Regions from separate parts of the Danio rerio genome. Here all the other regions are linked to region 1. A link is a contact called in public HiChIP or PLAC-seq and Micro-C data. All regions are on one chromosome and are shown on one strand. Each heading gives the region's core, a stretch centred on a gene start, on an enhancer-like site or on the middle of the called end of the contact. The rest is flanking DNA. Distances are from core to core; before and after follow the strand shown.

The links. Hi-C and Micro-C count contacts between places; a contact is called where the count stands out from the background. HiChIP or PLAC-seq counts read pairs in DNA pulled down with a chosen protein or histone mark.
Region 2: an H3K4me3 HiChIP or PLAC-seq map of gastrula embryo shows a contact between it and region 1, with 2.6 times the contacts expected there. The contact joins the promoter of gcna here to the promoter of slbp in region 1. A contact is called at or near these places in 3 of 4 datasets of contacts at active chromatin or transcription factors (caudal fin, embryo and gastrula embryo).
Region 3: a contact with region 1 is called in an H3K4me3 HiChIP or PLAC-seq map of gastrula embryo, with 4 times the contacts expected there. The contact joins the promoter of nkx1.2lb here to the promoter of slbp in region 1. A contact is called at or near these places in 2 of 18 Hi-C or Micro-C datasets (embryo and fibroblasts) and 1 of 4 datasets of contacts at active chromatin or transcription factors (gastrula embryo).
Region 4: a contact with region 1 is called in a Micro-C map of caudal fin, with 2.9 times the contacts expected there. The contact joins the promoter of ogt.2 here to the promoter of slbp in region 1. A contact is called at or near these places in 1 of 18 Hi-C or Micro-C datasets (caudal fin) and 3 of 4 datasets of contacts at active chromatin or transcription factors (caudal fin, embryo and gastrula embryo).

Annotation. Positions count from the first base shown.
Region 1 is chr14:17,117,161-17,124,077 of GRCz12tu, reverse strand. slbp (stem-loop histone mRNA binding protein) reads right to left here and starts at 3,669. Exons shown (of 7, transcript NM_001256194.1): 1 at 3,526-3,669; 2 at 2,516-2,635; 3 at 2,003-2,065; 4 at 964-1,113; 5 at 697-846. The coding sequence starts at 3,581. All of the region lies in intron 7 of LOC101882685 (a long non-coding RNA gene), which reads left to right.
Region 2 is chr14:16,961,438-16,968,955 of GRCz12tu, reverse strand. gcna (germ cell nuclear acidic peptidase) reads left to right here and starts at 3,558. Exons shown (of 13, transcript NM_001013573.1): 1 at 3,558-3,668; 2 at 4,896-5,009; 3 at 5,102-5,273; 4 at 5,379-5,445. The coding sequence starts at 4,920. It overlaps ogt.2 (O-linked N-acetylglucosamine (GlcNAc) transferase, tandem duplicate 2), which reads left to right. Exons shown (of 23, transcript NM_001386799.1): 22 at 1,838-1,961; 23 at 2,037-2,784. The coding sequence ends at 2,217.
Region 3 is chr14:17,339,789-17,346,605 of GRCz12tu, reverse strand. nkx1.2lb (NK1 transcription factor related 2-like,b) reads right to left here and starts at 1,892. Exons shown (of 2, transcript NM_213548.1): 1 at 1,316-1,892. The coding sequence starts at 1,724. All of the region lies in intron 7 of LOC101882685 (a long non-coding RNA gene), which reads left to right.
Region 4 is chr14:16,979,363-16,987,079 of GRCz12tu, reverse strand. It overlaps ogt.2 (O-linked N-acetylglucosamine (GlcNAc) transferase, tandem duplicate 2), which reads left to right and starts at 2,884. Exons shown (of 23, transcript NM_001386799.1): 1 at 2,884-3,041; 2 at 3,275-3,335; 3 at 5,103-5,253; 4 at 5,557-5,800; 5 at 6,400-6,468. The coding sequence starts at 3,299.

The DNA.
Region 1 (6,917 bases), core at 2,420-4,919:
AAATCACTTTTATATGTGGTTTAAACACAGTGGTGTGAATATAGCCAGCCTCTAATGGTAAAAATGTATTAATTCTTTTTTTAGAAATCACAAGTCTGCAAAAACACTTTGATGGACATTCTCGCTTAGTAAACGCCATCAGAAGGGGGAAGTCTTGCCCATTAGAGAAGATCTCTTCCTCATAAGCGTATTCAGCCCTGAGTGAAAAGCAGCCTTTTGTCATTAGTGTTTTGAATCTGCTGCTGGTGCTTATAGCTCCGCCCTCTTTTGAATAGCACAATCTCATTTGAATTTAAAGCACAATTTGGATCAAAGCCTAAAAGGAGCAGTTTCAAAGGGTTATAAAAAATATCTGTGTTGTATTTCGAGTAGAAACTTCACTTACACACTTTAAAGCAGGGGTGGGGAAACTCGGTCCTGGAGGGCTGGTGTCCTGCACAGTTTAGCTCCAACTCTAATCAAACACACCTGCTTATAGATTTCTAGTGATCATGAAGACACTGATTGGCACGTTCAGGTGTTTTTGATTAGAATTGGAGCTAAACTATGCAGGACACTGGCCCCCCTGGACCGAGTTTGCCCACCCCTGTTCTAAGGACATTAGAGACTTATTTAACATCCTGTAAAAAGCGACATAATAGGTCCCATTTAAGCCTATTTTATTAGCTTTTTTGTGTTTTTGGAAATAAAGCTTACATTTGCTGAAAGTCGCTTCCCTCTTCTGCAGGAGGGTCCCATGCATGAAGTTTGACCCGCCACAATTTAATCTGCTGGTCCCAGGAGCGTCTGCTGTACTTCTTGAACTTGTTTGGAGTCTTTGGATGAACACCTGGTTGTCTCAAATGCCTGAAAGAGGAGTTATATTTTAAGGTTCTGATGCTGTACAAAAAATAATTGCAGAAAAAAGATCTGGGTAGCATGACACATTCGTTAAAAAAAAAAAAAAAGCATGGTTTAACTCACTTTGGAACTTCTTTAATGTATCTGTCGTACGCAAGAGTATTTTTCCCGTAATTTATCTGCTTCTGTCTTCTGATGAGGGTGGTCTCATCGGTCTCGATGTCACCTTTAGCAGGCGACTCTTTCGAATCCCTAGAGTCTCTGGAGTCTGAACTGGGAGAACAAGAAAAGCTTGATTACAACTCAAGTCAAAATTGCTGTAAAACTTACTTCTAGATTGAACTTTTATTTGCTATTATACGCTTAAACAGGTAGACCCACCCCAAATTCACACATTGGGTTGTCCAAATTGAGGTGAACAAAATGCTCAAACAATAAGAATAGTGTTTTGATAGCACCACATTTATTACAATTGTTATTACTTGTATATTATGCTGGGACAGTAGTAGTGTTCATTTAATCATGTTTTCTAAGCCTGTGTCCCTTGTCTGATGTATTATATCTTAAAAGCATTTAGTGTTTTTGTTTTCTCAACTAGCCCTACATTAAATTAACATCTTTCCAACTATCCCTGAAGCATCATGTCTAGAACAGTTTTCTGTGCGACTTCACACAGCAACAGCAACGCATGCAGCATGACATCAATAGCATCTCTGAAGCAAAAATGGTTAAAAGCAGGCAAAGTCCTGGATCGGTTTCTTTGCTCTTCTTTTATTTTTATTTATTATAGAAGTATCGGATCGGTTTTCGTTAATCGCCAGATACTTAAAATTAAGTAACTCAAAAAACCTGATCGGGCCATCGCTACTGATTTATAATAAATGAACACTAGTCACACATTGAAAACTAATAAAAATGTTTCTTCCAAAGATAAAACTTTAAACTCAGTAAGTTATTTATTTTTGGATTAGAATCCTTTCAATGAAATATATTGTAACGTTTTTAAATTGATTTCACAGTTAGTGCTGGGGTCTCAGATTTAAAGGGAAAAGTTTGTTAGCTAATATTTTGCAGAAACAAACAAAAAAATGGTTTGACGTGGACAAATAAGAGCACCTTTTAGGGGAATAAGTCTAAATGCGACCCTGATTAAAACACAAACCTTCCAGATGAGATTTTTCTGTCTCTTTGAGGGAAATCACTCGCAAGAATCCTCCTTCTGTAACTGAAAAATAATAAATAAAATGAAGGATTTATCAGTGCCATGTACACCTGTATATTTGCAACATAAAATACTGTAATTGTTGTTAATGTAAAATTTACTTTGGCAAGAATTTTTTTTTTAATTCAAGAGAGGCAACTGACCGATGAAAATCACGCCGGACATTTGTGCGCATTTCCTGTTCCTCCACCTCATCGCCCCAGTTTTTTATTCTGGACACTGGTCCTTCACTCTCTGGGGTTGTAAAACTGCACAAAAAAAGACACAATTGTTCAGTAATAAGAAAATAAACCGACTATCATTTGTATCTCAGTTTAAAATGTAATGAAATTCATCAAAGAGGTCAGATTTGATGCATCTAATAAATCAAAATGTCAACCACAACCTAACAAAACTACTCCAGTTGACTCTCTTGAGAAATTGGTATGTTGTAAAGTCAATGCAAAATGTTACCTTTCTGATCTCTTCGAACATCTTTGATCTTTGCCTGGCTCTTCATCAGCATGAGACTTCCTCAGAATACCATCTGCTCCACGTTTCCTACACTGTGACCACCTTGAAGCTCCTTTGTTCCTTTAACACAAAATATATATACATTTGAAAAAAAAAAAGTGAAAAAGTGAATGTTGCACATAACATGAACACGAAATGCTAAAGCAATAAACACATGGATATAATTAATAAACATTTGGTGGAGATACAACTATTTAAAAATCTAGAATCGCAGAGTTACAAAAAAAATTTATCACAGAACTGATAAAATGCACATTTAAAGTTGTTTATACAGAGCTTAGCAAAGCATATTACGAATCAAAATTTGGGTTAATACATTTTCAGTAAGAAATGCAATTTACAACACAAGTCATCATCACTTGTTAATATTCCAAATATGCTTATGTATAATTACAAACAAATCTACTTCGTTACACACTTAACGTTAAAGGAGATGGCGACGGAAAACCGCGACTTCCTAATAACTAACAGTTAACGTACACAATGAGCTAAATCACTACTCGAAGAAACCTTTGTTTCCATGGCGCCACAAAATAACCTGCAGTCAACACACAACTCACTGCAAATAATAAAAACAACAACTTTTAGTAAAACTAAAATAAGTAATGCTGATTTAGGGAATCCAGAGGTAATGCTCGTATGGCGCCAACTCTCATTTACACTCTGAACACAACACAGAAGACTGGCGGGAGATCTTCACACCTCATTCATTATCTGCATAAAAGAGTCGAGATTTTGCAAGAACTAATGACCTAAAATAGTAGAAGAAGTTACAAATGAAAGTAAAAAGAATGTTTTATAGTCCAAAAACAGACAAAATAGTGAAGTACAGCAGGAACACAATACTTTGTTGTCTTGCTATGCTAGCAAACATCGGAGCCACAAAGCCAAAAAACACGAAAAGACAAAAACAACTGCACACACCACTAAATATAGTTTAAAATTCTTACCTGTCTTCACTAGATTTGTAATCGTTTTCGTATTTGTATTTTTGTTGTTCAGACATTGCTTCGAGAGGGTGTAAAATTGAACCTGCACGTACGATCAGCTGCCGGGTTTGGATTAAACCGCGCCAATGTCCTGCAGTGTACGTCAACATCGATGTCACATGACACTTAAGGGGCGGTGTTAGTGACGTATCTCACAACTTGATCCACCCACATACGCCGATCCACAAATCATGTGTACCCGTTCGTTAAAATCTGCAAAGACCTTAGAATCAGGTGATTCTAAGCTCTTTGAGGTCGGTCTATGGTTTATAGATCACATGTCGAGTTTAGCGCGTAACTTCTTTTTCCGTTTTAGAACGCCGTGGCGGGAATACAAACAGACGAAAGACCTGGGTCCACAAAAATAATTTTTTCATGTATTAAGAAATAAAGAGAAAAAGTAAGTCATGTAAGGAAGCCCCAAGAGGCCATGGATTAAAATATTTTTTCTCTCTTGTTTTTTCGTGATGACTTAATTATCTCGTGATCTCGACATAAAACGTTATGACAAACATGTCGTAATCACGTTTTTTTTGTTTGCTTTTATATATTTATTATTATTATTATTATTATTATTATTATTACTATTATTATCTGACCAATGTCTGACCAGTGAGTCTGCACCGGCCTTGTGATCAGGGAGAAAATAGCCTAACTGCTCGGGCTCACAATAATTTAGTCGTGGTCACGACAAAACAAGAGAGAAAAATATTAATGCATAGCCTTTTAATACTTCCGAGGTAATTTCCCGTCGTCGATGTGTTTCGGTTTAATGTGGCAAAAACACCAGTAATTTTTCTTTCTTTCAAACAAGAAAAATACCATTACCGTTTGTTTAAACCTTAATTCCCTTCGGATTTTAAGAAAAATGAATCACCTTAAAGGGACAGTTCAACCAGTCACGTTGTGTGATGTATGTGCTAATTTTAGGAACTTAATAAATGTTATACAACCTGTAAGTGCAACATATTCAAAAATAACAGGGGCTACTGAATACATCAGTGAAACGTTTTTTTCCCATTTAACGTGACTCGCCATTTAATTGCTCAAACTCGATTCGAGTTTTTTCAGTTAAACATAAAAGAAAACATTTGAGAAAATGCTGGTTGCCGCGACCCATTGACTCCCATTTTTTCTACAATTGAAGTCAATGCATCCCAGCAACCAGCATTCTTCAGAAGAGAGAAATTCAAAGGACTCAAACACACGCACACAAGGAAGAAGGAGCTCATTTTCACATTTGAGTGAACCAGCTTTTTAAAATGGACCCTATAAACCTATATGTCAATACAAATAAATGTGAATATTAGATCATTATTTGAGTGCATTAAGATAAGCAACGCATTATTCCTTAAAACTTTTAAACTCATACAAAACCAATTATTCTGTCAGTTTACTCATCCTTTATTTGGAATTTATCAGGATAACAGGATTTATCAATATAATTCAAGACTCTTGTGTAAATAAAACTTTATCTTAATTATTTATTTATCATCCATCATCTCCCATTCATGGTTTACTTTCCAACTATTATGCGTTACACACTCCTATCCAGTAGGAGGCAGAAATGTACCATTTAAAAAAAAACACGGAGACCCACTGAACTAAAGGTCTTACAGCTACAGCAATATACACTGCACATAATACACTTCAAGTTTAAAAAGTACAACCAAACACACTTTACTATGAGGTGGACTAAAAAAGATTGCAGGACTTATAACATGGATGTTTCTAGTCTTTTACCAGAACTGGGGAACAGGACAACGTTAACAACTGTCTTTTTTATTTTGCCATATGAGTGCCAGTCATTTATTTATTGACTTTTAGTCCTGATTGTGAAAAACCCAGACATGCACATAATATTCAAATAAAAAAAAATCAATTCATTGACTTTTAGTCCTGATTGTGAAAAACACAGACATGCACATAATATTCAAATAAAAAAAAAATCAAATAGTCTGAATATTTAATAGCATAAATACCAAAATTTTTGGGGGATTTTTCAGTAGGTTAGAGACCAAGAAAAGTAAAAATATGAATGTGAAAAATAAATTAATATGTAGATACATATATGAAACAAAATAAATGTAGACATTGTGTACAAAAAATTAGCTTTTTACATGTTGAATATTATTCTTATATTTGGAATGCTTGGCATTAGATGACAGACGCAAATATCTAGCTTTTAATTTTGAAAAATTACTGCTTATACCGATGCTTAATGTTGCAGTACACACTTAACCCACTTTTCTAGTTATGGTACAGTGCTGCTTGAAATTTTTTTAATGTTGCTAAAAGCTGCACAGTATTGTGACCTCATTGCTACAGTTTTAACAGGTCTCAAAAGTCACAGCTCTGCAGTTTAGCTCCAACCACCTCCAACTCGCACCTGCTTAATAGCCACTAGTAGTCATGAACACCTCAATTAGTTAGATCAACTGCGTTTGATTAGGTTAAAGGCAAAACTGTGCAGAGCTGCAAACCTCCAGGAAATCAAGATTTATTGATTTTATTTTTTGACACTCACTTTACAATAGATCACTCTTGTAATTGTCTTAACTCTAAGAAGTCAAACTAGGGGACCAGTGGCATAGTTATTTATTGCTTAGACCAGGGGTGTCAAACTCAGCTCCTGGAGGACCTGCACACGGTTATTCAAACGCTGCTTCTACACACTTGCATGTAGGTTTCAAACAATGCTAAAGAACTGTTTGATCAGGTGTTTTAGCATTGGAACTAAACTGTGCAGAGCTTCAGCCCTACAGGAACCAAGTTTGACACCTGTGGCTTAGACCATAGGTCTTTAAGGGCCTACTCACACTATGCCATCCGTACCGTGCTCAGGCCCGTTTCCCGGATCGTTTGAAAAGTGAGTGCGCTGAATCGGGCTCAAGCACGGTTTACTTGGCCAGCCCTGGCCCGGTTGGAAGAGGTGTGCCTAAGCACGGTTCACTTGGGCTTTGGCACGGTACGCTTGTGTGCGAGTGCAAAATGCGCCAAAGCCTGAAACTGTTAGCGAGACGTGACTTTTAACTCAACTGCTGGAAGGCCATAGCTCTACAGTTTTTTGCACAAACCCCAAGACACAGCTGATCAAACAAATTTAGGAGATTCAATTGGTGTCAAGTAGCTTTGAACACACTGATTAGTTGGATCAGACATATTGATTAGGGTTTGAGCATAACTGAGCTGCAACTCTCCAGTAATTGAGTTTGAGACCTATGGCTTAGACCAGGGGTATCTAAACTCTTTCCTGGAGGGCAGTGTCCTGCAGTTTAGCTCCAACTTCCTTTGACACACACACCTGCCTGAAAGTTTCTAGAACACCCAAAAAGAGCTTAATTAGTTGGTTT
Region 2 (7,518 bases), core at 2,309-4,808, 160 kb after region 1:
AAAGTAACAGTTTACAAATGCTGAAATAGTTTTTCTCAAGAATCGTACTTTACCAAGTAGATTAGGTGTACTTTTACTTAACCTGCAGGCATATAACACAAACTATTACATTATCTTTTCTTTATATTCAGGGTGGTCATCGCGAGTATATGCAAAGTCAAGTCTGGCTTATAATTGATGATTTGGCAAGTATTTTTTGAGGCGACTGTGTGAGGGTTTTGAAAGCATTCAGGCATAATAAATTGTACCGTTTTTAACATAACAACTTAACAACGATTAATTTTATGGAATAGTTTATAAAATGAAGACGATGCAGTATTATTTTATTATTTGAATACAGTATACCTGAATACAGCTCGACTCCTCTGGAAAACAATAAAATGCTGTTTATTTAATTTGTACTTTTTTTTGTTTATTGTATTTGTTATTTATGCTTGTAAATAGTTTACTATATTCTATACAGAATCATCCCAATTAGGGCTGGGCGATATGGCAAAAATGCAATCTCAATAACTGTTTTTCAAATTGAATGATATAAGTGCTTCCACATTTAAAAGAGTTTCCCAACAATAACTGAAGCCACAAAAATTAGAAGGGTCCATTAAATGGCATAACAAATATTCAGCCAATAACTTTTTGGTGGCTGGAAATTTGGTACATATCTAACATCAACACACTTTTAGATTCCTATTGTTGCACATTTATGCTGTGTGATTGGCTCTTAAATCAATACAGAATAAAAAAAGTCCGAAGCTTATCATTGTTATCGACATAAATTTTATTGCGATTCGATATTACAGTATATCATTTATCGGCCCAGCCGATAAATCTAAAATTATCAATTCTTTCCAAATAGTTTTTCACCTTTGCTGCAAAAAGAGTTTGGTACCTCTGGGTACCAAAAAATTTACTCAACTCAACTCATCTTGTATTCATATCACAATGTGTATCACATAATAAAAAAATCTTGCAATATTAGATTTTTCCAATATCGTCCAGCCCTATTTCAGGGTGTATACAAAGCACCCAGGAGGGCTTATTCAAAATTAAAAGTGGCCATGCTGGTGCACTTTTCTTTTGGAAATATCAACTGCATTTAAATGATCCAAACTTAAAGCTTAATATTTGCAGTACTTTAAATTATAACAAAAAAAAAAATATATATATATATATATATATACATTATTCTTCAAGATAAAGCAGGTCACAAAATGAATCCAGATGGGCCTTTTGATTACCCTTTTTGAGAACCACTGGTTTAGACTGCATGTCACTGATGTCACTGCACAAGCTGTATGTATTCTATCAGTGCGGAATAAACTTTATGGTTTAGGGTACCAACTATTGGACACTTGTAGCATGTTAGCCAGGGATCAGAGTGCATAACCTAATCATTAAATGTGTTTTATGTAAGATTTTGACACTTCTAAAGCGTAAAAATACCAGGTATTCAAGAAACATGCTAAGTAAACATACTTGTTTATCTACAGTCAGTTTTTCTCCGACACAGAATGCATTGTCTTTATTTTGGTCTGTGTAACTCAGCTTGCCTTGTTGGAGAAAATAGTCATTTTATTTCAGCCAAGAAGGCTATTGCCTTATTCAATTCAGTGAATTTCACAATTCAGTGAAACTTGGCAGTGTAAGAATATTTATGGCACACATGCAATCTAAACAAGCAATTTGAAAAATCTGGTAGCACTTGTATAGTATAAAATATACAATGTTAATTGGAAAAAGTTAAATCAGCCACTTCACTGCGTGACTTATGCACAAGCAAACATTTGACAATTTCTTCAAGAAACTGAAGTTTATCCATTCACACTGTGTTCTGCAGGAGAGACGTTGGCTTCATGTGTTGCTGCATCTCAGCTCACCTGTCTTGGCTGTCCTGAACTCATCGCCCGGAGCCGTCAGGAGTATGAAGACATTGCAGTAAAGCTTGGCACTGATATGGAATTGTAAGTTCCTTTTGTCATTTCCCCTCTAAAAGGTTTGTAAAGTACACTATGAAACATGTTGTTCATTCTGCACAGCCTGAAGAAGGTGCGTGCCCGCGTCTGGAAGCAGCGGATCTGCAGCCCTCTCTTCAACACCAAACAGTACACCGTGAACCTGGAGAAACTTTACCTGCAGATGTGGGAGAATCACGCTAGCGGAGGCAAACCTGACCACCTGGTCAAAATGCAGTCTCTGGAGACCAGCGAGAGCACCTGACCTAAAATTTCCATTGCATGAGCCATCCATCCCGTCGTACTGGACAGCGGGGTGCACAAAGACTCAGACCTCTTTCCCATCAGAAAACTCTCTCTGTGTTGTATGACTCCACTGATTTTGTATTATTGTTTGTTTTCTGGATCTTTCCTCTATTTAAAGAGAATATTGGCACAGATTCGGTCTTTTATTTAACTTATGTGCTTGACCTATTTTAGCTGTCATCATGACTTAAACATCATCTGGGATGCATACTTCGGATCACGTTTTGGTCTGGATGCTATCAAAAATAGAAACAACATCTTTCATTTGGAAATGTGCCTGTGTGAACAAGCTGTACAGTGGAGGGACTTTGTACACTGACAAAAGGCCTGCAAACTGCTCTTTTATTGACACTTGACTTCTTTTTCCTTTTTTATTTTTTTAAAAATGATTTTACTAGGAAAGGTCTAGGTAAGTATGTTCTGGTTTTGTACACTGTCTTTCTGATAAGATATTCTTGATTTGTTTGCTCTGTTGGTGTCCATTCAAGGCTCTTTACGTAAACTAAAATAAAGAGATGATGAAACCTTGAAGATTTGCATATATTGCAGTGTTTTTTTTTTTAAACATTCCTTTCATTTTATGAGCTAATCCAATATGACATTGTTACTAATATGCTAAATGGTTATTGTTGTCTATTTTGCTGTCAAGAAAAGTTGCCAGTATATATATATATATATATATATATATATATATATATATATATATATATATATATATATATATATATATATATATATATATATATATATATATAACATAATGATTGTGTCCTGTAAAATGAATATATGGTTAATAAACCTTGACAATGTTGCATTGCTAGGGATTTTGGGCACTTTTCCCCAAACCAGTAGTTCCCCAGCTCATTCAGATTTCTACGGTTGTGTTCAAAGTAAAGTAAATATAGCCTTTTGAAAGTGATGCTTCAAATAATGTTTGCATACACTACAAAGGTATGTAAATAGGAAAAATGTTATAATGATAAGTAGAAAAGAAAACTCCACAAGGAGTCATTTCTAGTTAATTGAGTCATACACAACACTTTTTTTATTTAAAATATATTGTTTCTTATTCACATTGCTTTATATAATTTTGCATAAAGCCATGTCTTTTGATTATTTTGTATAATTTATATATACGTGTGTCTGTCTATGCATTTAAAGACAAATTCGTTGAACTTAAGGACTAATCGTGTAGATAAATCTAATTTTGATATGGACTTATTGCGATTTCTGCCTGATCACTCGAGCAGCGCTGCTGAGACCGGAAGTTTTTCTGTCTTCACATGACAAATTCCGGTTGGCAAAATTTGAACGTTGTTTTCCATCCACACACATCGTAGTTTACTCGCTGATGGTTTAAAGCTCTGGCTATTTTGATGTCGGGCGCGATACGCCAACATTGTTAAAGAGGTAACGTTACTTTGAACGAGCAAATCAGGTATATGAGTTGAAGACATCTTTCCGTTAGTTGTCTTTTGCGTTTGTCACATGGCCAATTGTTTAGAGAAGTACCATAGATGTCGCAGACACTTGTAATGCATAGAATGTGTTAGATTAGAATAGTCCATTAATTGTTTTTATTAGGCATGTGTATTTATTATTTGATTTTAGAGATATATAACGTTACATCCTCATGAGGAATGGACGTCTAGTTGCTGCGTGTCAGTCATTGGTCAGTAACGTTACCTACAGTTATTGAGGTAAAGTTGTTTTTATACTCGCAAATTTGTTCATTCTTGAGCAGGGACAACATGGCATGGTTTCTATATTGTCAACCACGCTACATTTTCATTCTGAAGTCGCATGCAAGTAAACTTATCGCAAACAGCGCTATTTAATATTTATCAGCACTGTAAACAATGTTGTTTCTTGGTAGTCATTAGCTGATAATATGAGTTTCTTATTTAAATTTGCAAAGCATATTTTTCTGAAATTATATTATTAATGTAAAACTGAATGTGCAAATTTAAAAACAACTTTACCTCAATATTTGACGTAAATGTGTATACAGTCAACCTAAGGTTAAATTAGGGCTGTACAATACATAGTTTCAGCATCGATATCGTAATGTGCACATAAACAAGTTTATCGTTTTCTTTTGTTTTTAAGACCAATGACTGTAATAATTTCAAAGCCAGTTTAAAATATACAGGCACAAGAAAGACATTATAAAATATGTAGCATGTTGAAGTAATATTAATAGTTTTTATGCATATATTAGATAAAGACTATACGATGCTATTCTACATTTGTTTATTCAATTTGTTTACCTGAATACTGCTAGACTTTCAGACAACTGTAAAATACTGTTTATTTCATTTGTATCACTGCTCTGCAGTATTTAACAGTACTTGTGATTGGTTGATTATATTTTATGCAGATCCATTCAACATAATTTGAATTCTTTTCAAATAAGCTATTCTTTTCAAGTAGTTAAATTATACTCTATATCGCAAAAAAAAAAAAAAAAAAAAAAACGTAATGTCAATTGTTAACCAATATCAAGCAGCCCGTAAACAAAATACATACTTAAATATTGATTATAAAACATACTTGTTGATTAAATGTTATTAATCTAGTTTAAATCAAACAATTTGATCACATTGTTCCATGGCTTTATTTATGTGAATTGCTTAGGATCGGTAGTTTTCCGAAGCAACGATGGATCCTGGTACTTTATCACTATTTCAGAGAGTCTCCACAAAGCTGGGATGGGACAGAGATGGTGGTCTTGATGACGCTGAGGAGAAGGTGTAGTACTTCTAATTAACATACACTGTAATTGCATAACAACCCATCTCATGACATCTCATCACAACTTGTCCCTTAAACGTCTCTTTCAGTTAAGGAAGAGCCTGAAGAAGACCAGACGTCCAGCTTTGGCCAGTTCTGATTCAAGCACAGGTCCAGCACAGAGACTGGAGCTGTCCGACTCTGACAACTCCTCAGGAAAAGAGAACCGGTCTCAAGAGGAACACATACTGTTGACTTCAGATGATGAAGACTTTGAGAAGTGTATGTTTGGTTTGTGAATCTTTTTATGTCCATACATGGACTCCTGCTATATGACTTTGTAATAATAAATATTATAATAATAAATATTTCTTTTTCATTTTTCAGTTCTTGCTTCAAAGGCTACTCCAAAATCTACATTTAAACAGTCTGCTTCATCTGCTCAGAAACCAAGGTGAGAATTGTGGGAACACACTTTATAATCTAGCTATTATATCATACATTTTATTAGCCGTTATACAAACTTTAGGGAACTTTATTTACAAGTTTTATCTATTTATTTATTCATAAAATGCGTGCTTATACACTTTTGCTGCAAGGATATCATTTTTAGGTGCCGGTTCTTGATAATTTTGTCAATTTTTTTTTGTTTAAATATTTAAACTGAATTTATCAAAAAGTAAGGGTCTGTATTTAAAAAATCCTAAACATTTTTGTTAAAAAATAATGAAAGTACATCACATTACATTACTGCTGTTATTTTGATGTTCACTATTAAATAAGTGGTTTGTAAGTGACTTTAGAATGAGAAGTGCTTCATACCTTAACAGCACGTAAAAGGGTCCATCTATGACAGAACTAACAGTACGAGTGAAGGTTAAATGCATGTAAGCCTTTTCAGCACATGTGAAAAGAAATATTTCTACTTGTTAAAATGTATTTTGATTTGTTTCCAGCTCCAAATTTAATCTGATTCAAATTTATAATTATTTAAATTTACATTCATCCAATTCAAGCGGATTACCTTATAGGTTGTGATTTGGTCTAATTTAGATTGAGTACCCTAATAAATCCTTATTTTCAGTTAATGGTTCATCGTTTACCCAAAGCCGCTTAGAGTCTGTATGCTGGACAGAGTCGTCTGCTCACGGACACATCCTCGCCAGTTCTGGTTCTTAGACAGAGGATATAATTGTAAACTAATTTCCTTTAAGTAATATTAGGCCGTGCCATGCTTGCTCATACATAAAGAAAGTTTTTTTTAGCCACTAGATTATATCATACTATGTCAGTCATTGTCAGAAATCAACAGGTCTCTAATGCTGTGCCTATGCTCTATCCATTGAGCCTGAATGTATGACTAATCCTGGTCGCAGACTGCGGAAACATCATTTAAATCTAGTAGATTGTTTAGGCTGATTTCAGGAGATGTTAAACAAGAATTTGACATTTATTTGTCAGGTAAAGACTTTCCAATCTGATTCACATAATTAAACAAAATAAGCCAATTTCAATTGAACAACATCAGTTACTCAAAAATACAACACAGAGTTAGAGATTAATACCTGGCCATGTAGAAATTCATTGCAGCAAATAAGTCCTGATGTGCATCAACAATAAATTGCATGAAATTAAAATAATGAAATAAAAGACATTTATCAGATTATAATTTTGAGACCAGGCATGATCAGACGATCTATACCAGGTGTCGAATTGGACATTCTAGGTTGGCACTTTTATTTTTATTGAATAACGAAGAATCACCTAAATGTAATTACTGCCAGGCTTCTCTTTCCATAAAAAATATTTTATTGGAATGTAGACATTTAAATTCCGTTAGTCAAAACTTCTATAAGGAGAGTACTTTGGACATTTAATAGAAGTGAAAAATTATATTAAACTTTGAATATATTTTTGTGTGAATTTTATCTATTTATATTTTATATATTTTTCTAAGTAACATTTTTTTTTAGTGTAGTACGAATTTGTTTTTATCATGTAATATCTTATGTATATCAATTTTGCCACAAAATAGCCATAAATTGCTAATGTGGCAATAAATAAATTATAAATAAATAAAAGTCCTGATGCAGAGCTCAGAGACTTATACACTGGCTACAAAATCCCCTAGACATTTCTGCACCTTTCGCCTAAATCAGGGGTGTCCTAACTCGGTCCTGGAGGGCTGGTGTCCTGGAGAGTTTAGCTTCAACCCTAATCAAACACACCTGAACTAGCTAATCAAGCGCTTGGATATACTAGTAACTTCCTGGCAGATGTGTAGAAGCAAGTTGGAGATTAATTTTCCAGGACATCGGCCCTCAAGGAACGAGTTTGGACGCCCCTGGCCTAAACACTCAAATCTCCATAAATTCGAGACAATAAAAGCTTCACCATGACTCTTGCCTGATCATGAGTTGATGTGAAGACAATTTTCCTAGGAGTGGAGCATCTGGCAAAGATCTTATCAAAGTCAAAACCCAAATTAACTGATATAAGGGGGATTGTAAAATATTTTAATAAAATT
Region 3 (6,817 bases), core at 643-3,142, 220 kb before region 1:
TCTAATCGATAACTCTCAATTTACTCATCCATTTAAAGCGGCTGTTAAAAACAGCACAAACCTTATCAAATTATTGCAGCCTACAATTACTGTTTATTGAAAATTGCTTTCGCGCTCAGCCTCCAATCAATCATAGGGGTTGACACATATTTGTCCTTGCAAATACAGGCACAATAGATAAGATGATGCCCACGAAGTCAGTGCTTGCTATTTTCACCATTTAGACTCGAGACAGAGCTCTAACATATCTAAAGAAAAAACAATTAAAGGCAATTCGATTGCGCTTAATTTAACGCAAGTTGCTGCGTAAAGACGCTGATAATGTGGAGGATCTGCTCCAGACTGGTCGATATCCTATTATAGAAATGAGTATATCTCTTTCAGGCAGCTTGCAAACTCTCCTTCTTCAACATCTAAATTATAGGGACAAAAATCGGATAATTACAAGATTAAAACCTATTATATTTATTTAGAGAAATATCGATCATTACTCAAAAAATAAATTAATTAATAAACAAAAATGGTGCCCGGAACACAACTTGAAACTCTAAACAAAATCTTAAGATTTGTTATAATGCAGTTTACATGAAAATCATTCACACATAAAATTTAAAAGTTTTTTTAATTACATTTAAAAAAGAAAAAAGTGTTGTTTTTTTTATAATCTTAACGAATTACAGCTTTTTTTCAAGCATCGACTTAGTCAAAACAGACTTAAAATGTGTATTACATGGATTTGAATGATTAATTTCGTTCCTTCTAAAAATAATCTTGGTTGAAATCTTTCTTTATAGCTCTTTAAAGTTAAAATGGACTGCCCAGGCCCATTTGTGTTAATTTAAAATACAGAAACAATGTAGTTCTGAAAACTTTTATTCTATTACAAAAAACATTTACCAAACAGGTCTGAAAATGCTCATTTGATATGATGTTTCAAGCAGTATCATACAATAGACTGGTTATAAGCTACTTTTTAAATATCTTATGATTATAGGCCAACATTACACATATATAAACAAATTTTTTAGGCCTGCTTAATTTTACGTGACATTGATTCGAGCAAAAAGTGAGATACAAAGGTATTTCATTTTTATTTATTTATTTATTTTTTTGCATTTAGTCAGTCAAGTATGCAAGAACATTTTAATTTAAAAATGTAACTCTTTCAAAATGTAACTATTAACTAAATTTTCAAACATTTTAAAATGTAGGTCTTTACAAAATAATGTTCGTTTCATTTATTGATGTGATGTTAACGATAATTTTGAACATAATATAGGCTAGATACAAGTCAGAAGATAGCGAGGTTACTTACTTAAAATCCCTGATGTTTTTTTACAGTCATAGTCCTCTTGATAAGACTTGTGCTCGATCGTGTGATTTGAGTCATCACTTCTATTTTCTGCACCAAACGCGAATTCACAACCTGTCCTGTTAGGCGTTTGCCTCTTACTAGTAAATTTATTGGGGTCCAAAATGTCCAGAACCGAGAATGAGGTGGTCCGGTGGACGGTAGGCGGCGCGCCCGCGGGAACCGGCTCGTGTCTCGGTGAGGTTTCTCGGCTTTCCGCCGGTAAAGCGTCTCTCCCTCCTACACAGTTAAACACCGGCAGTTCTCCAGCAGCGAGGCGCTTGTCGTCCATGCCGTCCTGCGGGGCGACCACTATCACACCGGCCCCGGCAGGCGCGACGGAGTCGCCGACCTGCACCTTCTCCCGGTTCATAGCTCTCCAGAGGGTCAGATTTCTGCTTTCTCTCGCCGTTTTTTACTCAACAGGAGACATGCTGAAGAAAGGATATCAAATAAGTGCGGTCTACTGCTACTTGGAGGTTGTTCAGGAGTTGATCCAGCCGGTCTCTGGACAGTGATGCTGATGTCCTCCTGCTCAGGTCCTTTTTGGGTTTGAACCGTCCCCCTCAGGACACCCCGGTGTTTATGTTACACGCACACACACGCGCGCGCGCCCAGCCGGCTCTCCTCCCCTTCACACTGCTCCGATCGGCTCCAAAACTTAGACACAAGCCCTGGCTTATTTATGCATTCATATTCCACTGTGAGTGGTAATTGGCTACAAATTAATCCCATGCCTCTAATAGCCTATTATCTCTGTCTGCGGGTGTGAGGAGCTCCAGAGGAGAGTGAGCGATGATGTGGCCCCTGATATACACAGCTGTCAACGGCAGAGCACTGGACTGGAAACACACTAAATAGCCTTATTTTTCCTTACTTTCTCCCGCCCGTCTCAGCTCTAGCTTAAGGTTAGGATAATCATTGTTTCCAGAGAAATTAATGAGAAAATGGCCCACTTCAAAGCAGCCTTGGGGTGTTTAGAACATAAATACAAACTAATTGTTAATATAAAAAAAAATTATCCAGAATCACTTAAATATCAAATCTCACAATTAATAGTGGCTTATTACCTGCCTATTATTAAGATATAGCTGTTTTTAGTACTATATGATCATATTCCTTAATCCTACCTTAACCTAACTGCTAATTACTATCAATAAACAGAACATTAAGAGTTTGTTAATAGCAAGAATTGTAACTTAAAATAAAGTTTGAAAAACATTCAAATCCCAGTTTACAATTATCACCCCAAGAATAAATGAAACCTCGGATACCGTGTTAAACCAAAATGGCATTACAATTATTAACTATACAACTTTGAGTGCAAAAACCTAGAGGTGAAAATCTCCACAGGAGTGTGGAAAAATATTTTTTTTCTTTTTTCTTTTGTATGACACAAACAAGGTCAGTTCTTCACAATTACCAAAAGCAATGATCCTTTAGAAGCAAGAAATAAAAAGTTGCACAAAATAATGTCTAAAACAATCAGCTAAGGATAAACATGATTAACACATCATGAGGAGACCCATGGGAGTCCCGATATTAGCCTCAACAAAGAGCCTACAGTATCACAGGCCATGACATTCAACTTTTAATCTGATCTATCGAGGGCCAAATAATAGATTTATAATAGGCTTTCCCATGAGTGTTTCTCATGTGTAGCTTAAATTTGCACATTCTCCTTTAAAGAGGATCATCGAGTTTTACCAAGCTGATTAAATAATGTACTGTTTACAACAGACTTTGATTATGTTCTGAGATTTGTCTGTCCATGAAACACAATTCATCAGTCAGGCTGTTTTGTCAGCTGATTATGAAAATTGCTGTTGTAATTAGAAAATCCTCCCAGCATAGCCCTCTGGATGATTTTGGCAATTTAATCATATTATGCAGATCATTTGCATGTAAATTGTCCTATTCACAGACACCCTCGGTCTGCAACATACAAACCGACTTCCTCGCAGCTTCACTACATCATGTGAGAAAATCATTGACAATAACATATTCATTATTGACAAGTTAATAACAACAGCCTCTCAAGGCTTTCTGCATTAACATACACTTTTGTGACTAGTTAAGCATGAATCAGTTACATTCCAGATCAAGTGACCAAGCTAAAAAAAAACACAAACAAAATATTTTATTGCATAAACAATAAAAGAAAAAATAGACCTAATAATAATAATAATAATAGAATAATAACCATAATGTTCAATCACAGATCCTGAGTTGAGAAATCTAGAACTGTTGAGAGCTTGATTGTTTATCTAACACAGTATAGTTCTTATTTACAGTTGAAGCCCATTTAATTTTTTCTTTCTTTTAAGTATTTCCCAAATGATGTTTAACAGAGCAAGGAATTTTTCACAGTATGTCTGAAAATATTTTTTTTCTTCTGGAGAAAGTCTTATTTGTTTTATTTCGGTTAGAATAAAAGCAGTTTTTAATTTAAAACAAAAACATTTTAAGGTCAAAATATTAGCCCCTTTAAGCTATATATTTTTTGATAGTCTACAGAACAAACCATTGTTATACAATAACTTGCCTAATTACCCTAACCTGCCTAGTTAACCTAATTAACCCAGTTAAGCCTTTAAAAGTCACTTTAAGCTGTATAGAAGTGTCTTAAAATGTATCTAGTAAAATATTATTTTACTGTCATCATGGCAAAAATAAAACAAATCAGTTATTAGTGGTGACTTAAAACTATTATGTTTAGAAATGTGTTCTAAATGTCCTCTTCGTTAAACAGAAATTGGGGAAAGAAATAAACAATAAATAAACAATAATTCTGACTTCTATATGCTTTATGTTGTCAATTAACATATATTGACATACAGTGAAATACACTGAAAAAAATTTCTGCAAAATTTTTGCAAACAATTTGTGTTGAATTTAAACAAACAAATTCAATTTTAGTAATGTTTAACTTAATTTGTTTGTTCAAATTCAGGCCAAATAAATGGCTTACAGCCACTTAACTTAAAAAAAAATCCAAGTAATCATTTTTGAATAATTTATTTCAGTGTAGTTATTTGCACTATTTCAATACCCTCATCCATACATAAAGCAAAATTATTAACCTATTAATTATTAAATTATCAAAAAATATATATTTATTTTAGTTAGTTGGCTAAAATTAAAGCAGTTTTTACTTTTAGTAAATATAAATTGTTAGGGTAAATATTATTACCCCCCTTAAGATGTTATTGTTTTCAATTAGCTACAAAACAAACCACTGTTTTCTAATGACGTGCCTAATTACCTATCTAGCCTAGTTAACCTATGTAGGTATAACAATAATAATATAGCATCTTGCAAAATACCTAGTAAAATATTATTTACCATCATCATGGCAAAGACAAACGAAAGTAGTTATAAAAAAAATAGTTATTAAATCTAAAATGTGTTTAAAATAGATTGAAAAAAAAAAAACATTACTTGGGAAATATGAAGAAAAAACATTCACTGGATGGCCAATCTAATCTAATTTTGAATCCAAAGATATACATCTCAGTTATTCTTTATTTTGACTATATGGCAGAGACACACACACAAAAACATACATTTCTGCTGGGACAACCCAACTGCAAATTCATTGTCAGTTGTGCAGTATAAAATATAGTGTAGTTGTAGTGTTCTGGGAGCAAAGACGGCTTTAGTCAAAGCGTCAGAAGCAATCTAATGATTTTAAATGAGCACAGAGCAGTAAAAGCTTGACAATTCTCCATCACAACAGCAGATGATGGTTAAAACGACTAGAAATCAATATTCTGACCGGGTGTCTCCCACTGATAAGAGCTGCCAAGACAATGTTGACTATTAAAGTCGACAGCTTGAGATATTACACTATTACTTATGCTATTTTTAATAATCTATAATATTTGGGCTATAATTAATTAATTCTATGGATCAGATATTATCTCTGGCTGGGATGAGGTCGAAGGGGTCTATTAAGACTGGTAATGAGAAAGGAGAATTCCAATCTTAGCGCAGAGAGCTTGTGAACGGACAAATATACAGCAGGCAGTTTCAAACACACTGAGGAGATGAAGAGAGAAGGAGCAAATAACAACTGAGATTAAATGCCTTATGAATCCTAGGAATTATGCTGCATTTATGCGGGGAAGGAAACTGCAGAAATGTTCTGGGATATAAAAAAAATCTGAATTAAATCACATAATTATATTAAAGTTGAAGACTTGTTCTTGAAATTGAGTGCACAATCTAATTTTATATGCACAGTTTTAAATATTATTGTGAAAAAGTATAATGCTGATGTAAAACTGCTTTGGTGGGTGGTTATAGTTCTCAGAAATATCCCTAGAAATGATTTCTACATTTCCTTTTTCCTCTAAAAAACATGATGTTAATTAACTCAGCAGATAGAGCTGCCATTTAAAGCCATTTAAAACAAACTGCCCAGAGGGGGGCGCAATTCTCTTGTCTCACAACTCACTGTCGGAATGCACAGAAGACAATTTATGATGAGTAATAATAATAATAATAATAAAAATAATAAAATGAATACAAGTAAACTGTCTCCACAGTAAATATAGAAATTTGAATGTGAAGCTTAAAATTATTTTAACAAAATATATTATTCATCACATAATTAAATATTGAATAATATTTTCCATCTATAATGTGACCTGTTTTTGAAGTGGAAGCGATTATTAAGCATTATTGCACAGTTAACTGTAAAACTATATGAAAACAATATAGATTATTCATAACATACAAGCTCTTGGTCTATTAGGATATAAACAATGGCCATGTACTCATCAGATGATATTAAATACATTGTAAATCATAATACTGTAAAATAATGTACATTAAGGAAATTTTTAAAAATGTAATCAATTTTTCTGTTACACTAGTTTACTGTGTCAAATAAACATCGGGGGAAATTTAGATAAGAAGATAGTTTTTATCTGATAATATATGCAGTAAAACAATAATATTGTGAAAAATGATAATTTGACAGAAATGTTTATTTTTTAATATAGTTTCAAATGTAATTTTTTCCAGGTTACTTTAGTTTTCTGTCAAATTAACTTTCAGGGAAAATATGCAGATTTTTGCTTAAGAAATATTTCTTGTTATTAGCAGTGTTGGAAACTATTATGCTGCTTAATATTCTTTGTGGATAATAGATTCATCCTTGATCAATAAAAATTTCAGAACAATTTAAAAAAAAATTTTGCTGCCTGTTTAATATGTCTTTGCTAAACGTTCAGTTTCAGGACAAATAATGGTTTATATTTCAACTGACAATTCATACAGGGTGAAATTACAGGGAATTTTGTTTAACCCTAATCAAAACTATATTTTTTGCGATATTTAGATTTTGAATTTTTAAATTTAATTGTATTATCTTTCAATTTCTAAATATGTTTAGTGACAAAAATATTATTTTAATAAATATATCTGTTCAATAAATCTGTTTTGTTTAAATGCACCAAA
Region 4 (7,717 bases), core at 1,635-4,134, 140 kb after region 1:
CCTTAATATTAAAATTTTTTCATATGTAAAGATATTTGCCTATTGCTCTCTTGTGCGTATTAAGCAGTGCGTAAGCGAGGTGCAACTCTGCGCCGGAGTTTAGACCGGGTTAGTTTTGGTCTAATGAAAAACCTATTATAGTTTCTCAAAATAGCATTGCGCCAGCGGTCCGCCTCAGAACGCCTTCCTTTTTAGACCAGAACGCCTATGGGCGCACAAATGAGCGCTAATGCATTTGCTATTTAAACAGCATAGCGCAACGCCTCAAAATGACTCTTGCACCAAGCAGAAACTAAAAGGCTATTGCGCCGCGTCTTGCGCCCCACTGCGGCGGGTGTATAATAGGGCCCTGTTTTTTTTTTTTTTTTTTTTTTTGCCTTTCAAAAACAAAAAAATTTTGTCCAAACTCAGTTCAAAAATAATCTTGCACAAACTGACTGAGACATGTCAGATATACAGTGAATCAAATACAAACCCTAAAATTAGACAAAAATGAATACAATGTACAAAAAAGAGTAACCCGTGCAGACTTTAAACAGAAACTCTGTAAGGGGTTAAATAAAACCATATTCTAGAAACAAATCATACAATTGTTTAGCCTTCTCACCCTTCATTATTTTTAAAGCTTCTAGGTGGCATTTGTGGCAAACTCCTTTTTAAGCACAATCAGTTGAGGAGCTGTTTTCAAAATTCTACATTTGTGAATGAAGAATTTAAGTAAAATGTGTAAACAATTTACAGTTAAGTCATCATTTTTGCTGTCCAAATGTACTCCAAATTTCACAATGTCCCAACAAATAGAAGGAAACCTTGAAATGTATTATTTTATCCGGTTGTTCACATTAGACCAGAAAGAATTAACCAAATAACAATGTAGAAATAGATGTTCAACAGTTTCAATATCACTATTGCAAAATTGACAAACAATACATTTCACGTTTAAATCTTTTTCTCAGAAACTCCTTTGCAGGGAAAATATCATAGATAATTTTAAAATGTACTTCTTTGTATTTTCGAGTTTTTAAAACTAAATTCTTATTAAAAGTTTGGAAAATATAATTTCTTTTAATAGGACCAGCTAGTATTCCTGTATAAGACACTTTCTAATAAACGTATTTGTACATTTCTTGTCAATAAAATTTAGCTTACCTACTTTATTATCCAGAATTTTTGGTGTGACAGTGGAGTATCTCTTTTAATATATTAATTAATGGTAAGGGAATACATCTAATACTTTTAAATAATCTTTTTTAACACAATAAATTTAAAGATAGTACCAAGCTAATTGCAACTATCAAAACAACCATTCTTATGCAAAATATGCAGTGCTGACCAAATACCATTTTGCCACCAGTCCTCCAAAAAAAAAAAAAAAAAAGATTTACGTTGCGTTAAAATACAGCGATTGTTCCATAATGACACATTATGAGGACTAAAGTTATGTTTGTACAGCATTTTCCAATACAAAACCTGCTTATGAAAATTGGAAAGTTTCAGTGAAATTTTAGATAATTCAAAGTCACATTATAAACAAAGCTTTATACCTCCTAGTTTTTTAAACAAATAAGAAGGGATTATAAACCAATAAGAATCCTCATTTTTTATAAATGTTTGCTGCCATTTAAGTTTAAGTACTCCATTCATAATATCAAAATCTATAGCCTTTAATCCACCTTCACTATATTCCTTAATAATGTCATCTTTCCTAATATAATGATACTATTTACTCAAAATGAAATCATAATTCATTTTATTTATTTATTTTAACTTTTTGGATAAAATGGATAATGCAAAGCATGCATAAATTAATCTAGAAATACTTTCATTTTCTTGTCGACTTCTTGTTCTTGTCCCTTTATTAATCCAGGGTCGCCACAGTGGAATGAACCGCCATCTTATCCAGCACGTTTTTACACAGTGGGTGCCCCATCGCTGGGAAACGTAATTATAACAACAATAATAATAATAATAATAATAATAAAATATTTTAGTTATTTTTAACGGAGATGTTATAAAATGAGGTCAAAGGGTTCTCGTGGATGGCCATCAATTCACATTTTGATGTAATTGAATTGTAAACTTGAGGCTTTAGAAAAACATTCAACTAGCTTAAGAGCTAAGGGGATTTGTGTATGGTCTTTTAAAAAAAAGAGTCGTATCATCAGTTAGCTGACTAATTAATGAACTAAATTAATAAACTAAAAATTGTGTTCCTTAAATTTAATCCCTGCAATATTTTCTTTGTTTCTTTTTTTTTTTTTTTTTTTACAAGAATTGCTAATAGTTCTTCAACCAAAATGAATAATAGAGAGCTTCCACATACTTGACTTATTCCTCTGTTCACCTTTTTGTTTATTAGCAACTGAACTATGTCCTTGTAAAGCATTTTAATGATATTTATCAAATTTGAAAAACAAAACCAAAAAACTTTGGGGTTTGAAAAAGAAACTGGTGTTCTACTTTATGAAATGCTTAAAAAAATCCTCTTCTTCAATAAAATTATTGCATTCTAGCATGTCCAGAACAAGCCTAACATTGTTTTGAATAGATCTACCTTTTAAGAATCCTGATTGAGTTTCGCTAATTATTTGAGGAAGACCGACCTTTAATCTAGCAGCAATTACCCCTGATAATATTTTGTAATCTGTATTAAGAAGTGTGATAGGTCGAAGATTATTTAATGCTCTTTTATCCTTGGGTTTTGAAATTAGAATAATGTGTCTCCCGAAAAATGAATAAGTTTTTCCTAGAGACCCTGATTCCAAATATCTCTTTAGAGCTATTTTCGAGTTTCTGGGAGAAACGAGACTGTATTTTGAACCATTTGACTTGCCGTAGAAACCGGTATAGCGTACGTTAACTATGACCGTCATGCGTTTTTCCATTCAAAGATACGTATGATAACTGGGCAACTACGCAAGACGTTTAGTTTGTTTGCGTACAAGGAACAAACGTTCAGAAGGAAAAGGCTGCTTCCCCCGGTTACATCCGCCATTTCGCTGGAAACTGAAAAGCCTTGTTTTGCTCAAAATACCGCAATGGTAAAAATACTGAACACAAACTCGCCTTTTATCAGCAGTTTAGACTAAATGTTTAATGTATTGTCTTTTAGCGTCACCTCTGTAGCTGCACGATGACCACCCGCTGTTTAAAATGCAATTTTAGCGTTTCTTGCAATATTATACAAATCTAGTTAAAAATAACTAAATATAACAAACTTGAGACCTTTATATTTTACATATCCTAAATCGATACACTGTCAACCGTTGCACAGGATCCAGTAAAGAGTGAAGGAGAGATGGCGAGCTCGGTGGGAAACGCGGCTGACAGCACAGGTAAACAAGACATAAGCTAATGTTTGAGTCCACATATTCAGCGCTGTAGTGACGATGGTATAACCACCTTTAGATTTATTTAATTTTTTATTTAAAGAATGGTTTATTTGTCACTTAATATTGTAATTTCTGACAGTGACAGTGTTAAATAGGATAACAGAAAGTTTACAATTCATATTCAAATTTTAAAGGCAGATATAAACCGTTTTTAACGACATTAGTGTCAACAAAGTAGAAACTTGCTAAGGTTGTCACAATGGTAAGTCAGGTGTCCTTGTAAAATGCAGAGAATGTACAATAGAATTTTCTGTAGTAAAAGTTTAAAAACCACGTTTTTGCACCTATAAAGGGATATGAAAGTTTTGTCATCATTAAATCTGCTTGTTTAAAACCTTGAGCATTGTCTTCCGTAGCATTTGTTTATTAACCTACTGTAGAACTGAGTGATTACAGCATTCAACATTTAGCAAAATATCTTCTTTTGTGTTCAAACCCATAAACATATTCTGTTTAATAACAGAAAGTCACAAAGGTTAGGACTTAAGCATGAGTAGTAATAAAATCATAACAATAGAGTAATAAAAAAACTTTTTTTTTTTAATTTTTGTTGAAAATTATGCCAGCACATAATAGTTTTATGAGTCATGATGGTGGACAAATTAAATGTTTCACAAAATGCTGTAGCTTAAAATGGAGCCAAGTATGTTTAATCAGAGGGAAAATGAATATGTATGGGCATAAATATAAATGTATCAAAATATAATTTTAGAAATACCTGTTGTGACTTAGTAACTTGTGATTTGAAAGGAAGTTTGTTCTAAATTCTGAATTTTCACCAACTTTGCAACAAATAACTTAATTTGTTCTTCACATGTTCTTATCACATTATGCTCTTCTCCAGTTTACATTTTTGTCCCCATTCAATTCAACATCTGCATTTATTATTTATAACTTTTATTATAAATGTTAAATGCAGTATTTTTTTAATTAACCATTAATTTGTTTCTTGTTGGTCTGTTTGTTTGTTGATTTATAGTTTATCAAAATTGCTATAATCCTTTGAGGAACCATTAGTGCTGGTGTTAGAAAAAATGCCATAGTTAGGGCTGCACTATGCTGGAAAAATATACAATATTGTTTTTAAATATTGAAATAACCCTTATACAACCTTTCCTTAGAAAAATGCTATTATTGAAATTATTAGTTATTTTTTAAGTCATTTATGAAATGTTGTTAAAATGAACAGATAAAATTTATATTTACATATCTAATTGATTCAAATTTAGACTAAAAAGATTAGCCTTTAAAATGCTTAATTAGTGACAACTTTCTGAAAAATATTGTGACTGATTGGTTCTTGTAATTTTCCTCTTGTTTTGACTCCCATGATTAGTGTTTGAATTTCAGCTCTGGGTTTACCTGCTCCAGCCAATAACAGAACTAGTTGGTTAGGTGGGGATAAAGATAGTAAGGCCCCATTTGTTTATAATTTAGATAAGCAATGCAAAAAATGCAATTTATCATGCATCTGCAATATGTTTATTGCATATACTATTGTCGTGATATTGATAATTTTTGTGACATATTATGCACCTATCATAACTGCATTAAATGGTTTTGCACTGAATAGTGTTTATATGAAGTTTTATTATTTATTTATTATTATTATTTTTTACATTATTTCCATTTCTTCTAACATGCCGTTTTCCCCTCCTCTGGGTTGTGTTGGTGCTTCAGAACCAACCAAACATGTTCTTTCCTTCCAAGGGTTGGCAGAGCTGGCGCACCGTGAATATCAGTCAGGAGATTTTGAGGCAGCAGAGCACCACTGTATGCAGCTGTGGAGGCAAGAGCCGGATAATACTGGTGTGCTGCTGCTGCTCTCCTCTATCCACTTCCAGTGTCGCAGGCTAGACATGTGAGATGAAAAACTTTATGATTCTTTTTTTTTTTTTTTGGGAAGATGGAGTGGTATGACATTTGTCATAATGGCGTTGCAGATTTTTCTTAGTATCGAAAATATAGGTTGCGACCTTTTTGCAAAACAAATACATGCTAGTTAACATGTAAAAATCCCTTTTTAGTTTTATAATTCATGCTCTTAGAATTCTGCATGTGATTCTTAATAAATTTTCATTTTAAAGTTTTTAAATTGTACATTTTAGTCACAATATAATTAAAACAACAAACATTTGTCTGATTTACTTGAAAATGCACGTAGGTCATTTCAATTTAGCACTCTGGCCACCAAGCAGAACCCCATGCTAGCTGAGGCCTACTCTAACCTGGGCAACGTTCACAAGGAACGAGGTCAACTGCAGGAGGCCATTGAACGTTATCGTCAAGCTCTTCGTCTCAAACCAGACTTCATCGATGGATACATCAATCTGGCAGCGGCTTTGGTGGCAGCAGGGGACATGGAGGGAGCAGTTCAAGCATATGTGTCTGCTCTTCATTGTAATCCTGTAAGTTTTTTTAAATTTGGCCAGCCTGGTTCATGTTCGGGTGTCCTGAACTGGAGCTTGTCTTGAACTAACAAACTGAATGCAAGAAGTGAATAGTGACACAATGCAGTAATGTGCTGTTTATCTCATTTAACAAATTTAAGATTCATAAATCAGTTTGTTTGAGCACTTGTGTTTGCTTTGTAATGGTACTGTGAGTAATACCATTCAACCAGCACCTATCATATATAAACTGCTGGTAGTTTTGTTCTTGTAGAATTCTATTTAAACTGCTGATTCATTTTTTCCAAAGTCTCTTTTTCTCAGACATTTTGTTTTAACATATTCACTCCCTTGTTTGCTTTGAGACTAGATAGACATAAATGGATAGTGTAAGTGCAGAAAACAAGTTTTTTGCATTATCAAATTTGTCTGCATTTTGGATAAGTTTGTTTTTGTAAATTTGTCATTATTTTGCAGTATAACAGTATACAGACTCGGAATGCAACAAATATTCACAGTTTAAGTGTTTGTCAAATTTTAAATATGGCCTGAAACGTAAAAAAATAATGAAGAAACTTAAAAATATAATGATTATTGTTTTTATTTTTATTTTGCAGGATCTGTATTGTGTACGCAGTGACCTGGGTAACCTGCTTAAAGCGCTTGGGCGCCTTGAAGAGGCAAAGGTATGTTAAAAAATATCGGCCCTTTCACTTTTATGTAATGATTTTGCTTTTTCTTTAAAATCAATCTGTAGGCTATTATCACCATCTAGCCTATCATCCTACAGTTCTAACCTCAGTAGAACTAGAAAAGTGTGTACTCAGAGCCATCCGGTCACCTGCTTTTCACTCACTAAAACGGGGGTTCTCAAAGTCCCAATGCAAAGTTCTGAATTTGAACTTTCATTAGTGTCTAAGGCCTGGAAAAAAAATTGGTTACAACAAAGTGTAAGAAACAAAGATCTTTTGCATAAAAAATACATTAATAACCAATGCAAATGTGACCAAATGACACTTAATGTAAGTGTCAGTTATTTTTATGAACAAAACACAGTCAGTGTTTGGTCAGATAAAACATGACGCAAAATACAGAGCATTCTGATGTGGCGCTGTCTGTGCTTCGTCAGCTGACTATACTTTGTTTCATAGTAATGTTTGACATTTCCACTCTTCACAACTCCAACCCATTACAAATCAAACAGTTTTGTGTTTTATTGGAACAAAATATGTTCATACCTCTCTGCCGGATGATCTCTAAAAACTGTCAACCTTTCTTTTCTGAAAACTGGCATCCTCGGCCATTCATACACTTCCATTGGTGAGGAGTTTTGTCCTATTATGTCAGTTATCATTGGCAGGAACCTTTAAACATTGGCTTCGGTTTCATCTTAGACTCATAAAAAGAAAGAGTACAAGTTCAAATTGCACTTATCAAAGTGGCGAATCCACATTAAAAACTGTCAACCTTTCTTTTCTGAAAACTGGCATCCTCGGCCATTCATACACTTCCATTGGTGAGGACTTTTGTCCTATTATATCAGTTATCATTGGCAGGAACCTTTAAACATTGGCTTCGGTTTCATCTTGGACTCATTAAAAGAAAGAGTACAAGTTCAAATTGCACTTATCAAAGTGGCGAATCCACATTTTAATGCCTTACCCACAATAGAAAAATAAAATTGAGCTGGGTCTCGATTAAATTCTCTTTATATCTGCACCAGAGTCTGGACTTTGAGAAGCCCTGCACTAAAAGTCTCTTAAAATTCAACAAGGTTAAACTTTTCCTTCTACTGTATCATTTTGTTTTATTCATTGAAATGGCTAGGTTAGAGACACACCCCCTCTGTCCAACTACTCTAATTTTTCTCTAAGTCTGATTACTGCCTGTTCTGCCCCCATTTGACGCCATACAAAAAAAGAAAGGCTAGGCTCT